4 separate regions of the Mus musculus genome follow, and all the other regions are linked to region 3. A link is a contact called in public ChIA-PET and promoter capture Hi-C data. All regions are on one chromosome and are shown on one strand. Each heading gives the region's core, a stretch centred on a gene start, on an enhancer-like site or on the middle of the called end of the contact. The rest is flanking DNA. Distances are from core to core; before and after follow the strand shown.

What was found. Promoter capture Hi-C pulls out the DNA fragments that hold promoters and counts their contacts. ChIA-PET counts read pairs in DNA pulled down with a chosen protein or histone mark.
Region 1: a contact with region 3 is called in a promoter capture Hi-C map of erythroid cells, with 4 times the contacts expected there. The contact joins the promoter of Ugt1a7c here to the enhancer-like site in region 3. A contact is called at or near these places in 6 of 39 promoter capture datasets (the C10 cell line, embryonic stem cells, erythroid cells and 3 more) and 4 of 9 other capture datasets (adipose tissue, liver, macrophages and 1 more).
Region 2: an RNA polymerase II ChIA-PET map of memory CD8 T cells shows a contact between it and region 3, with 27 read pairs. The contact joins two enhancer-like sites. A contact is called at or near these places in 3 of 115 datasets of contacts at active chromatin or transcription factors (large pre-B cells, memory CD8 T cells and microglia) and 1 of 9 other capture datasets (adipose tissue).
Region 4: a contact with region 3 is called in an RNA polymerase II ChIA-PET map of memory CD8 T cells, with 36 read pairs. The contact joins two enhancer-like sites. A contact is called at or near these places in 2 of 115 datasets of contacts at active chromatin or transcription factors (embryonic stem cells and memory CD8 T cells) and 1 of 9 other capture datasets (liver).

Annotation. Positions count from the first base shown.
Region 1 is chr1:88,093,404-88,096,353 of GRCm38.p6, forward strand. It overlaps Ugt1a7c (UDP glucuronosyltransferase 1 family, polypeptide A7C), which reads left to right and starts at 1,598. Exons shown (of 5, transcript NM_201642.4): 1 at 1,598-2,575. The coding sequence starts at 1,718. The region is part of intron 1 of Ugt1a10 (UDP glycosyltransferase 1 family, polypeptide A10); the gene reads left to right. All of the region lies in intron 1 of Ugt1a9 (UDP glucuronosyltransferase 1 family, polypeptide A9), which reads left to right. The region is part of intron 1 of Ugt1a8 (UDP glucuronosyltransferase 1 family, polypeptide A8); the gene reads left to right.
Region 2 is chr1:87,416,508-87,419,782 of GRCm38.p6, forward strand. It overlaps Gigyf2 (GRB10 interacting GYF protein 2), which reads left to right. Exons shown (of 29, transcript NM_146112.4): 15 at 311-477; 16 at 2,581-2,672. Among named protein-coding and RNA genes, the nearest start is that of Kcnj13, 23 kb to the left of the region's middle. Within about 2 kb of position 1,569, at least 7 of the 459 cell types and tissues checked have an H3K27ac peak or open chromatin away from gene starts, as enhancers often do. A contact at or near this core is called in memory CD8 T cells, where this site is marked.
Region 3 is chr1:87,826,873-87,830,204 of GRCm38.p6, forward strand. Sag (S-antigen, retina and pineal gland (arrestin)) reads left to right here. Exons shown (of 16, transcript NM_009118.2): 10 at 1,525-1,597. Among named protein-coding and RNA genes, the nearest start is that of Dgkd, 25 kb to the right of the region's middle. Within about 2 kb of position 1,564, at least 155 of the 459 cell types and tissues checked have an H3K27ac peak or open chromatin away from gene starts, as enhancers often do. A contact at or near this core is called in adipose tissue, erythroid cells, hematopoietic stem and progenitor cells and 2 more, where this site is marked.
Region 4 is chr1:87,376,249-87,379,513 of GRCm38.p6, forward strand. It overlaps Gigyf2 (GRB10 interacting GYF protein 2), which reads left to right. Exons shown (of 29, transcript NM_146112.4): 7 at 2,724-2,835. Among named protein-coding and RNA genes, the nearest start is that of Kcnj13, 17 kb to the right of the region's middle. Within about 2 kb of position 1,938, at least 15 of the 459 cell types and tissues checked have an H3K27ac peak or open chromatin away from gene starts, as enhancers often do. A contact at or near this core is called in memory CD8 T cells, where this site is marked.

The DNA.
Region 1 (2,950 bases), core at 348-2,847, 270 kb after region 3:
ACACACACACACACACACATAAATAAATAATACCTAAAAATCTACAAAATACTCTGTGATATACCCAACTTTGAAAATTTTAAATAAATGTTATTAATTTAAAATCCATGTAAATATGCCAAGGGTGACTGGTGGTGCATGCTTTTCATCCCGGCACTCATGAGGCTGAGTGTGCTGGATATCTGAGTTCAACATCAGCCTGGTCTACAGAGGGAGTTCCACGGTAGCCAGGGCTATACAGAGAAACCCTGTCCCAAACAAGCAAAGCAAAGCAAAACAAAACAAAACAAAACAAAACAAACAAACAAACAACAAATAAAAAACCCCAAAACCAAAATTCAAAACAAAAACCAAAACCTTGCAGATAAATCAAAACATCACATAGTGAAGTTAACCAGACCCAGTGTCTATGCAGCTCAAGGGTCTTCTGTCTACTTAGAGCAACTCTTCTGAACCATGCTGTGCTGAGAGTCAAAGGCTTTGTTGTAGGTGAGTATTTGTCTCACATTCTTGTGTATTTGGTGAATGAGAGATTTCCAACCAATTGATGGGAAAGGGAGACAGTGGTATTTCTGAATATTAGCAACTCCAGTGTCAGGACTTTCAAATTCAAGTGTTGTTCTCCTGTCCTGGCAAAATCAGGCAGGAGATGGGGGTGGTTACAAAATGCAAGCAGAACCCACAAGATGTCGTGCCCAGCACCAGGAAGAGTACACTAAACAGAAGTAAAAATAGCTTCAGAGAGGATGTGGAGGCCAGGCAGTAATGGAGGCCTGGAGGGAAATTAAAATGCTACCGCCCCGTGTAGAGGTGTCTAATAGTTTCTTAGCAGTGAGCACCAGAACTTCCTCCTGAGCTAGCAGCCTTAATCCCAGTTGAAGGACTTGAGATCAATTCCTGAGAGGACCCAGCATGTGGTGCTGATGGCAGCACTGTTCAAAGTAGCCACAAGGTGGAAGCAACCCTGCAGATGCTGCAGTGCCATGGGAGACAGAGCCATTGCTCTGTGGAGAAGGTCCCTGGGCTACTGAGGGGCATCACCGGAGAGCTCTCTCTGCTTCTTCATAGAGAATGTCTGCCTATGGCTTCCAGTGACTCAGAGGGGATTTTGTAAGGAGGTTGATGTCACCTTCCTTCCCGTCCCTGGATTGGTCTGTGAAGATGGTTGTCAGCCTAGCGTCAGCAAGGCACATGAAAGTGTTTGAAAATGGAACAAGAATCCCACTGTGTGCACAGAGACAGCAGCCCTGCTCTCTGGCAGAGTTGATTCTCTGTCTCTTGGGAGGACAGGCTCTAGAACTTCCCCTTTTGCCTTGGAAGCAGAGGCAGAATATCTCTTTGAAACAGAGTCAGTCAGGTCACCTAAAAATGTGTTCAGATTTTGCTTTGAGATCAATCCTAGAAATGTAAGCTGCTTTGAAACTTGCTTCCTTTTGTATAAGCATTTGGACTCCTTAGGGTTTAGTGTATTTCCTCATAACTATTTCTAAGCTCACATTGTGTGATTCTACCCCCCAAAAAGGGTCAGAAGGTCTTCTCCTCAGGAAACAAGCATGTTCCTTAATCATGCTTGCTCATTTTTTACTGTTCTCCTCAGTAAATCATTCTCCTAAACGGCTGTGAGCACACACCCTCCTGCGTAGATTTCTCTCTGGCTCACACTTCCTCTTCAGTGCTGAGTCTCAGCAGCTGGATTGCCTTAGGCTGCACTTCTGCCATGGCTCCTGCAGACTTTCCAGCCTCCCTTCCTCTCTGTGTGTGCCTGCTGCTGGCCTCTGGCTTGGCCCAGGCAGGCAGGCTGCTGGTGGTGCCCATGGATGGGAGCCACTGGTTTACGATGCAGACGGTTGTGGAGAAACTCCTTCACAAAGGCCATGAGGTCGTAGTGGTTGTTCCGGAGGTGAGTTGGCAGCTGACGAAACCATTGAATTTTGTAGTGAAAACATATGCAGTTTCTCATACGCAGGAGGATTTAAACCGGGAGTTCAAGATTTTTATTGATGCACAATGGAAAAGTCAGCAGGAGGGAGGAATACTTCCTCTGCTTGATTCTCCAGCCAAAGGTTTCTTCGAATTACTGTTTTCACACTGTAGGAGTTTGTTTAACGACAAGAAGTTAGTGGAATACTTGAAGCAGACTTCTTTTGATGCTGTGTTTCTGGATCCTTTCGATGTGTGCGGCTTAACTGTAGCCAAGTACTTTTCTCTCCCATCCGTGGTCTTCAGCAGAGGAATATTTTGTCATTATCTTGAAGATGCTGCCCAGTGCCCCAGTCCTCCTTCTTATATCCCCAGAATGCTCTTAAAATTCACAGACACCATGACTTTCAAGGAAAGAACTCGGAACCTTTTGGCCTACATGGGGGAGCGTGCATTTTGTCATAAGTTTTTCAAAAGTGCTGCAGATATTGCCTCTGAAGTTCTCCAGACCCCAGTGACTATGACAGACCTCTTCAGCCCAGTGTCCATTTGGTTGTTACGCACAGACTTTGTCTTGGAGTTCCCCAGACCTGTGATGCCCAATGTGATCTACATTGGTGGAATCAACTGCCACCAGGGAAAGCCACTTTCCAAGGTACACCATCTTCCCTTTAGCACATGATGAGGTAGACTTTGGATGATGAAGTTATTCCTTGCTGGACTGTGGTTTGGCATGTATGTTCTTCTTTTTCAGTTCTTTTGATGGATTACTTTTAACCATTCACACTTAACTGTGCGTTTGTACAGCTGATAAATCTTGCTTATGGATGTGTGTACCGTTGACATTCTTATTTATTTATTTATTTATTTATTTTTTTATTTTTTTTGGTTTTTAGAGACAGGGTTTCTCTGTATAGCCCTGGCTGTCCTGGAGCTCACTTTGTAGACCAGGCTGGCCTCCAACTCAGAAATTCGCCTGCCTCTGTGCTTTTATCCCGTGTGCTGGGATTAAAGGCATGCGCCACCATTT
Region 2 (3,275 bases), core at 319-2,818, 410 kb before region 3:
GGTTATTCTGCGTATAGTCATTAAAGCATTGGTGACAAATTTGAGACGCGTCAGGCTGGAGCTTGCTCGGGGGTGAGACTCAGCAGCAGGGTACTTGCTGAAAATGAGTAATGTCCTGGCTTAAACTCCCAGCTTGGGGACACAACATTGTGCATTTCAAAATTTAATTCCCTTTGTATCTAATTTTAAAAAATCTTATTTGTTACTTTTTGAGGTAAGCTGGTATTCTATAAAATTTTGAATGAACATGAGACTCAGGGAATATACTTATTTTTGAGCCTGACAGCATTCTCACTCCCCTTGTGTTTAGGTCCCTTTAACAATCAGGAGATGGCCGAGTGGTTTCAGGCGGGCTATTTTACTATGTCTTTGCTGGTGAAGAGAGCATGTGATGAAAGCTTCCAGCCCCTTGGTGATATCATGAAAATGTGGGGAAGGGTTCCTTTCTCTCCAGGCCCAGCTCCCCCTCCTCATATGGTGAGTATCTTCCCACTTGCCTGAGATTCACAGTAGACACAGGAGTACTTGTTTCTCTTTGAATGACAACCAGGGTTGCAGTGAAGGAAGAAAGAATGGTAGTTTCTCTTTCTTTTTCTTTGATACAGGGTTTTGGCCTGGAACTTGCTCTGCAGACCAGGTTGACCTCAAACTTGTGGTGGTTCTCTTGCTCCTACCTAAGTTGCTGGGATCATAGGCATGAACTACCATACCCAACCTGGTAGTTTCATAGAAGTAAATTGAAATGATAATGGGCATTTTTGAATGGGAGAATTGTATACTGAACACTAATGACCTTTTCAGAACTTACTGTGCATTCATCTATATATACTGTATAAAATCTGTCGGTGGTTTTCTAACCAATAAAGAATGAGACCAATATCTTATCCTGACCTAACCTGTAGGTCCTTTATGGTCTGACTCTCTCCCTTTCATAGCTCATGTCAAAGCTTTTATCTTCTGTGTTTCAAAATGGCTGGCCTCTGAAAAGTTCTTATTACTTTTACTTAGAATGTACACTTTTCCTCTCACCTCTATCTCCTTCTTATTTTCTGGCTCATAAAATTTCTTGAACTTGAGGCTTATCCAAATATAAGTGCCACTTACTGTGTTAGGATATTTTGAAGGCCTAATCCTTTGGCTGGGAAAATTTTCTCTTGAGGCTGGCCTTTCTCAGTTGAGTTGCTAGTAGAGGTTGCTATGTGTGTGTCTGTCTATGTTTTTATTAAATTGAAGCAAGTAGTGGTTGTCCATTGATAAAAGTGATACTATTTAATTTACCATGAATACTGGATTTCTGCAGTAACCTGATGTTGACTTACACAGCTATACTGAGGCTACCAGTGTTATTTTCACGGTAATTGTTTGATAGGTGGCAGTGAATGTGCTGTATCCTCTGTTATTAAAGGATGAGACTCACTGGCTTGCTGGCCATCATACTTTCTCTTCCATGATTCATACATTATTTTTGAGAATTGTTTCTTTTCAATCACAAGAACAATTATAGTGAATCATTACTTGAATTTACCTGACAAGTTTGAGCCTTATTTCCTGTCTTAAAGTTGAAATGTGACTTTGATGTGTCAGGAGCTAAAAGCTGCTCGCTTGGTTTTTGGCATGTTCTCACCCCTTGTTTTCTCCAGTCACAGTCTGCATCTCTTTAGTTGAAGCTGTACCTAAGCCTCGGTCTGTACCCTTCAAGGGGAAACTTTTGGGAAGCTCAGGTTGCTTGTTACCTGCTACCTCCTTCCTCAAAGCACTGATAAGAGAGCTGACTTTCACAAGCAGAACTCTTAAAACCCAGCTACTCGTGTGAAGTGTTGACTAGACCTTACTCCTGATATCTCTGAATTTAGGATTCTTCCTGCCCTAACCCATTGTATGTCAGATGCTTTATTCCAAGCTATAATCAGTAAGCCAGAAAAATACAAGTTCATATATGGTTTGCCTAGGGGTTAGTCTGTTATCTTAGGTTTTTATTTTTATTACTATAAACCTTATATTTTCTTTGCCTCTATTTTAACTTTACAAAACTAAAATTTCAGCCATCTTCTTTGAATTATTTTGAAATACAATGAAAATACTATTAGCCTGTGTTTCCACCTTCCAGTGTATAACTAGCGTTAGAAATCCCTAATTTGAGGGAGGAGTTCTCATCCTATCAGCTGTTAGGTCACTTTACTCTTTTTCATGTTGTCCTGTTTCTGTGATTTTTATGTGATCTTTAAAACAAGCCACCAAGATTTAGAGTGCTGGGTAATTTCTCAATTACAGTAACAGATTGGTAGATCACAGTTCAGCTTTCAGTTTGAAGTAGTGGATGACAGTGCTGAGTAAGGACTGCTTGTGACTTATGTTGGTAATGCCACCTCATACCACTAGGTGGCATTGCTTGGTTTTTTAAGGTAATGGGGTTTTTAGTTAAGGGTTTGAAGGGCACAAGTTTGGAGTAGGAAGCAAAGGTCTTGCGTGTGGTGTGCTATGTGTGTGCGTGTGCATGTGTGTAGGTGTGTATACTCGATGCTATGTATGCTCATTGCTGTCTATCTCATGGTGCTTCTTCTTGTACCTCTTTTCCCTCAGGGAGAATTGGACCAGGAACGCCTGACCAGACAGCAGGAACTCACTGCCTTATACCAGATGCAGCACCTCCAGTACCAGCAGTTCTTAATCCAGTAAGAGAGTGATGCAGTAGGATGCACTGCAGCATCAAAAGAACCTGACATAGAATCTGCTTCAAGTCTCACCTGTTAGAGTGAGAACTCAAGGCTTCTGTGATTCTTGAGTAGCCTACTAGTGACGTGTGTGCCACTGTCCATCTCATTGTAGCTTGCCTTTTAATTCTAGATTCCAGAGAATGGCATCTAATTAGGTTTTCAGGGTCTTTAGTTGCTGAAGAAAGAGCCAGACAATCATTTTATTGACTAAGTACTTTTTGAGGGGCACAGAGAAAAAACAGAGGAGAAGGTAGGAAGAAGTTAAAGAGTTTGTTGTTAGGAATGGTGTAGAACAACGACCAGCTCACTAAGGTTGTTATCTTACGTGTGTGTGTGTGTGTGTGTGTGTGTGTGTTGAGATATTTAACCGTATAGCCCCGACTGCCGTAAAATTCATGTTCTGCAGCCTTAGTCTCCTGAGCACTAGGCTCATGAAAAAGAAGTATTATTTGTGCAGGTAGATGGATTGACACTGTCAAGTGTTGGTAGCCTGCTGCCTGTTTTAAGCAAAACATTATTGGATCATATGACTTAGCTGTCTGTGACTGCTGTTAAATTACA
Region 3 (3,332 bases), core at 314-2,813:
ATATTAATCCAGCCTTGTTTTATGTTGGTTTAATTCTCTATGGGCCTGAGTTATTCAGCATATTGTATGCAGTGCCAATGGCTTCCTTGATTGGTGTAGTAGAGTCTATCTGCCCCTTCAGGCTGCTATGGCAAAAACACCATAAACTAGGTGGCTCACACACACTGAGATGTGGGCCTCAAACGTGTGCTCCTCCTACTGCTGCCTCCCTAGTAGTGAGTTGCAGGTGTGTGCCGCTATGGCCAGCTGACAGCACACAGGAAAGTTCAGGATCAGGGCATTGGCAGATTCATCTGACAAGCAGCTCATCCAACAAGCTCCTGGAACCTCCTTGTTAAGGCCACGGAATCCACTCATGAGTGTGCTGTCCCCACAACTCCATCACTTCCCAGAAAGCCCTTCTCTTCACAGTGAATGCTCACTTGGGCTACTGGGATGAGCTGGCAAAAATGCCAGCTTCCCAGCCTGGTGCCATGACTTTGATCTCTGGAACTCATGTAGGGGAAGGAGAGAATGACTTTCCCACAAGTTGTCCTCTGACCTCCCAACAAGTCCTTGACATGTTCGTGGCCTCCTCCAGTGATGCAAATTTTAAAAATAATGTCACCCTGGGGTTGTAATTTCAATTTTGAAAGAACAGAAGCAAACTTTCAGAAACAGCTGCAAAATTGATCATGTATCATTGCATACTTGTATTTGAAATTACTTCTCGGGGCTGGAGAGATGGCTCAGTGGTTAAGAGCACTGGCTACTCTTCTAGAGATCCTGAGTTCAAATACCAGCAACCACATGGTGACTCATAACCATTTCTAATGAGACCAGATGCCCTCTTCTGGTATTTCTGAAGACAGCTACAGTGTACTTATTTATAGTAATAAATAAATCTTTGGGCTGGAATGAGTGGGGCCAGAGTGAGCAGAGGTCCTGAATTCAATTCCCAGCAACCACATGATGGCTCACAACCATCTGTACAACTACAGTGTACTCATATACATAAAATAAATAAATAAAATTTAAAAACAATTTACTTCTCAGCAAAGTGTGTTGGTGCATACTTGTAACCTAGCACTTGGGAGCCTGAGGCAGAGTTGTGAGTTCTAGGCCAGCTTGGGTTACACAGGAAAGCCTTTTTCAAAATAAAAAAAAAATATTTCTCAAAATATATTGGAAAATAATACCAATGACCTTGAAACGGTGAAATTTTCTGAAACAAAACATTAGTAGTTTTCTATAAGTTGGGTACTGTGATGGGAACTTGAAATTGTTTCTCTTAATCCTCAAGCTTGATTTTAAGAGATTATGGGTTTGGAGGAGAGAAGGGTGCTTCCTGGAGCCGAATCTCAGAGCCCGGTGTTTTGGTAACGCAGAGTGAGTCACTGGTATACAGAAATGGCCTGCAACCAGACCTTGAAAAATTGCAGCTTGAAGCCGAGGGCTGAGAAAGCCAGAGTCAAATGGTCCTGTGTGTCTCCTTGAAGGCACGAGGGGCTGCCCTGACCACCCCCTCCTGTCTTCCCTTTGCAGTGGAACAGATAGCCAATGTGGTTCTCTACTCAAGTGACTATTACGTCAAGCCTGTAGCCTCGGAGGAAACACAGTAAGTAGCAGGTGTCTTTCCACTTCCTGGGCGGCAGCCCGCTTTGTCAGCTTCCTCTTCTGAAGAGGGAACTTTGCCTTTTCTGAAAAGAAAGCCTTTGCTTTCTTCCCCCTTTCTCCCATCAAGAGCTATGAAGCAAGGCAGGCTAGGCTATGTGTTTATTTTGCCTCTGGGTCCATCTCTTAGGCTGGGAGAACAGTCTTTATAAACAAGGGACCGGAGGAGAGAAATCTAGAGAGTAAGGTCACTATGGGAACAAGAAGGGCTCTGTGTATCCTTGGAATGTGTTGACAGGAATGAGATGCTCGTCCTGCCCCCAGAAGATGACTAAATGAGCTATTAGCCCAGGCTAGGGCTATGATATGTATGTGTGTGTATATATATATATCTATATCTATCTATATATATATATGCGTATATCTATATATGCATATATCTATATATACATATATATATATATATATATATATACACACACACACACACACACACACGTGTGTGTGTGTGTGTCTGCATGCATGTTTCATTCTCTCTGTCTGTCTGTCTGTCTCCCCCCCAGCTTGACTGTCATGGAAGGGGGCCCTCGGGCTAGAATGATAGCCTTTACTGTAGCAGAATTTGCAGGAAGATTACACCAGATGTGTGTGTGTGTGTGTGTGTGTGTGTGTGTGTGTGTGTGTGTGTGTGTGTATCTCTATACCATTTCCTGTTTCTCATTCAAAACTCTGTGTGCTTTTTGGACCAAATGATCCTCGGGAGAATGGACACCATTCTAGGATTTCCCGGGGGTCGGGGGTGGGCAGAGCAGTCTAGAAATGGGGCCATATCATGTTAGCTTTTTCATTGTTTAGGCACAGGCACGTATCTGAGAAAACAAACTGTCACAGAAATATCTGTTTCCATTCACAGTTTCTATTGATCACAGCAGGGTGGGCGTGGCAGAGCAGAACAGCTCAGGAAACAAGGAATGCAGGCATTAGCAGGATACCCCTGCTCCCCCTTTGATGACAGCCAGGTTTCTAGCCTCTGCAATGGTGGCTCTTGTATCCAGGGCAGCCTTCCCTCTGGGCTAATCTTCTCTGGAAATGTTCTCACAGACACATCCTGAGTTGTTTTCTCTCATCTCCAAGGCCCTTCTCAAAACCATCCCATTACGACTAAATCACATTGGTCTCAATGTAGAAGCCACTCAGAAGGCTGCAAGAGCCCAGCACTGTTCCAGACACATCCAGCAACCAGGGCTCTGGTGGGCAGGGTTCCTCAAACCGGGTCAAACATCCGTTGTAAGCTGCTGCTGACCATGCAGTATGAGATCCTAATGGCCCTGAACACAGCTGTGGGCCTGGCTTCCGCAGGTTCTACTACAGTACAGCCTAGCCCAAAGGCCCTCTTCTGCTAGAGGAGAGAGAGAGAGAGAGAGAGAGAGAGAGAGAGAGAGAGAGAGAGAGAGAGAGAACACCACAACCCAGGTGGTAGGATGTGGCCACCCCTAGCTCAAGCAAAACTTTGCAAGAGTTTCCTGAACTCACTAGAGGCAGGAGAAGCAGAAGCTGCTTTAAACTCCCGGGGGTTGGGGTGCAAACAGGGGCGTCCTTCCCATGGGAGACAGTTCACATGTCCAGATGTCTGGGAACTCATTCAGGAAGTGGTCCTGATGCTGGCTCCCAGCCAGCATTGTTGCAAGCCATACTCTACCTTCTGCCTGCAGCCCAGGCCTGGTTGCTAGGATGTGCAC
Region 4 (3,265 bases), core at 688-3,187, 450 kb before region 3:
CCAAAATCCATTATATGTATTTTTCTTGATCTCTCCCCCCACCCCCCACCCCCCAGTCTTCCAAGACTTAATGGTTTTGGTCAAGACTAAAATGTTTTTCTCAAAGTGGTTCTACAGAATAGGTTTTCTGGAGTTTACCCCCCCCCCCCCCAAGGGTTTCTCTGTGTAGCCTCTGTGGCTGTCCTGGAACTTACTCTGTAGACTGGGCTGACTGAACCTCAAGAAGTTCACTTGCCTCTGCTTCCCAAGTGCTGGAATAAATACTATTTTTAAAAATTACATTTATGTGTGGGAATGTGTATTTGTGTTCAGGTGGTGTAAGAGACCAGAAGAAGGTACTGGATCCTCTGTAGTTGGAATTAAACAGTTGTAGCCACGTGGTGTGGATACTGGGTGCCAAACTCAGTCCATTCAGTTAACTGCTGGACCATCTATCTAGTCTGGACAAAATTAATCTTGAAAAAGGAGAGGATTTGTTCCTTATCCTAAAGTCACTGTTGTGGAGGAATATTTTCGCGTTAGAGTAGTTACTATTAAATTATTTTAGGATTTTAAATAAAATGTATACATATTCTGAATGTAGGGCAGAGGGAGAAAGCTACTTAAACTGTAAGTTGACTTTAGGTTGACTTAAAAGTAATGAACCTGGAAGATAACTTTGTGATTGTTAGAGTTAAACTGTAGTTTTCACTTTTATTTTATAGACAAAGTGGATACTAGTCTAGTCAAGAGAATATCCTAATATATATTATATAATTTTTTTCAGTATTTTGTAAGAGTCATGGAAGTATTCCTGTAATCTGAGTCAGTTCCTGATAGGTTATGATGAAGTGCATGGGTACTTGAATTCACTTGCTTCATTGGATGTTTCATTCAGAATATATTATTTTCGGGTTAGAGGTGTATTTTTTGTGGTAGAGCTTTTGCCTAGCATTTGCATTGTGCTCTGTTTGGTACCTAGCACCATACACAAAATAAAGCTTTATCATTTTCTTCTGATCATTTTGATCTATGGGAGAAGTTAAGTTTGGGATAGCTGCTAAGGTATTTTTTGTTATAAATGCACCCCAAACTCCCATGCCTCCTCTAGTTTCTTCATTTGTGTCAGTACTGTTCACATGTTCATTGAGTAAACTACAGAATGTCCAAAGCTGAAAGTGCGTGCTACATACATATCTGCATGTGTCTCAGTCACTCTTAGCTGTGCAGCAGTATGGACAACATCACAATATCACCCCCCCCCCCCACTTGAGTATGCTTTTGTCATTCAGTAGCACAGGTCTGAGTTAACATTAGTGCCTTAGTTATGTGGATTTGTATTGTTCTGGGATGTTTCATCAGAATTTATTTAGCCAACTATTATTAGGTTGTTTCTAGTGTTTTGAAATTCAAGTGTTCGTTTTCATACAAATATGTGTCATGCCTTATTTAACAAGACGCGAGCCTCATTAGGTTATTTTATTTTCATTGATATATGAACATTATAATTTACACAGGCTTATATGGTTTAGGTTATTTACTTGGTTTGGCCTCCAGATACAGTTAAAAGACAATGATTACAAGATATATGCTGTTGCTTGTGGTATAAATGGGATATTGTTTTATAGTAAATTTAAAATAAGTACACTTGAAAATATAATATATCCTCAAATAAATAACTTTTCATTGTCACAATCACATACTGTGTACTACATGCTGGCAAATATGCCATGTTTTTAAGTGACTGGCAGTTCAGTAGATTTCTTTAGACCAGCACCATCACAAATAAGTCTCTAGTTACTTCAGAGTTTTCAACTCCATTATAATGTGGTTGAACAGTGAGTGGTTATAGTAAGTCTTATCACTGGTTGAAACTGTATGCATTGCATGATGGTTTACATACTTGTGAGTGCCTCCCTCTCCTTCCCTTTTGTTCTTTTTTTCTTCTTTCCCTTTCGGTCCTTTTCATCTTTCTTAGGCTTTTTGAGTCATTCTTGATGTAACACAAGCTGGCTTTGAGCTGTCAGTTCTCTGTTTCAGCCCCAAATGCTGAGATTATAGGCATGTTCCACCCCACTTGACTCTGTAAAAATGTTTCTACTGGGATAGATTCTGAGCAGAGTCACAGGTTGATAGTTAACCAGATGGCCTTCATTAGAAGCCTGCTAACATTTGATTTGCAAAGCTTTTAAGTCCCTATACTCCAACTACTCTGCGGAATGACTTTAGTGTTGCTAATTTTCCTTACCTCAGTGAAGGATTCTTTTTATCCTGTAAGAATATAGTTCGCAGTCCTACAGTTGTTCAGTTCACTTCTGCTATCTTTTTTCTGGAATTGGATAAAGGAATTTTATCGTGATTGACACTTCCTACTAGAGTTTCTCTCTAGAAGTTCCCCATAGTAAGATTTCCCCAGTAGTTATTGAAAACAATCCATGAAAACATTCAATTTATAATGGTGTACTAGCCTTGGTAGACGCCACTGTGGACCTCGTCACTGATGAGTTTCCTGTTGGTGCTGTGTATTGTTCAGGACTGGGATTCCTTCACGAGTGGTTGGTTTATTTTTTTCATACCCCAGTTCAGTTCTATCAGAGCCATTATGTCTTGCTAAATACTTAAATGTGGCCGTCTTGAAGTGTACAGAGAGATAGAACTTCATAGAGATTAACCTTCAGTGTTGAACATACTTGTTGGATGTTGGTTTCTAACTATTTCCCCTCCCCCTGTTTTCTTATTTTCAGGCAGAGGTAGAGGTGAATGTGGTTTCTACCAAAGAAGTTTTGATGAAGTAGAGGGTGTGTTTGGGCGAGGAGGTGGCAGGGAAATGCATAGATCACAGAGCTGGGAAGAAAGGTAACTAAAGTGTTGAGATTGTAATGTAATTAAGCATTTGCTGGTCTATAAAACTCACCCTAGTGGTATTCTATAGGACTTGCCTGTGTGCCAGTTATTTGACAGGCTGAGGAAGGAGATTCTGGAGTACTGGCTATCCTGCACAATTTAGCAAACTTCTGAACTCAAAATAAAAATGGAAAAAAATGGCTAGGATTCTAACCCATTGGTAGCTCTCTAGGGAGGTTCAGCCCTCAGTACTCCAAACAAAACAAAGCACACCGCGTTCCTTTCATGAGTGGTACAGGGTTGCGTGTTCCTGTGATCCTAACACTTGGGAGGCCAAGACAGAAGAATCATGAGTTCCAGACCAAAATGGGCTGCATGGTGTGACCTAGAGAATCACAGAAGTTGGGTGGGAGTGTTGTCTCCTCTCTAGCCCCTGGCCTTC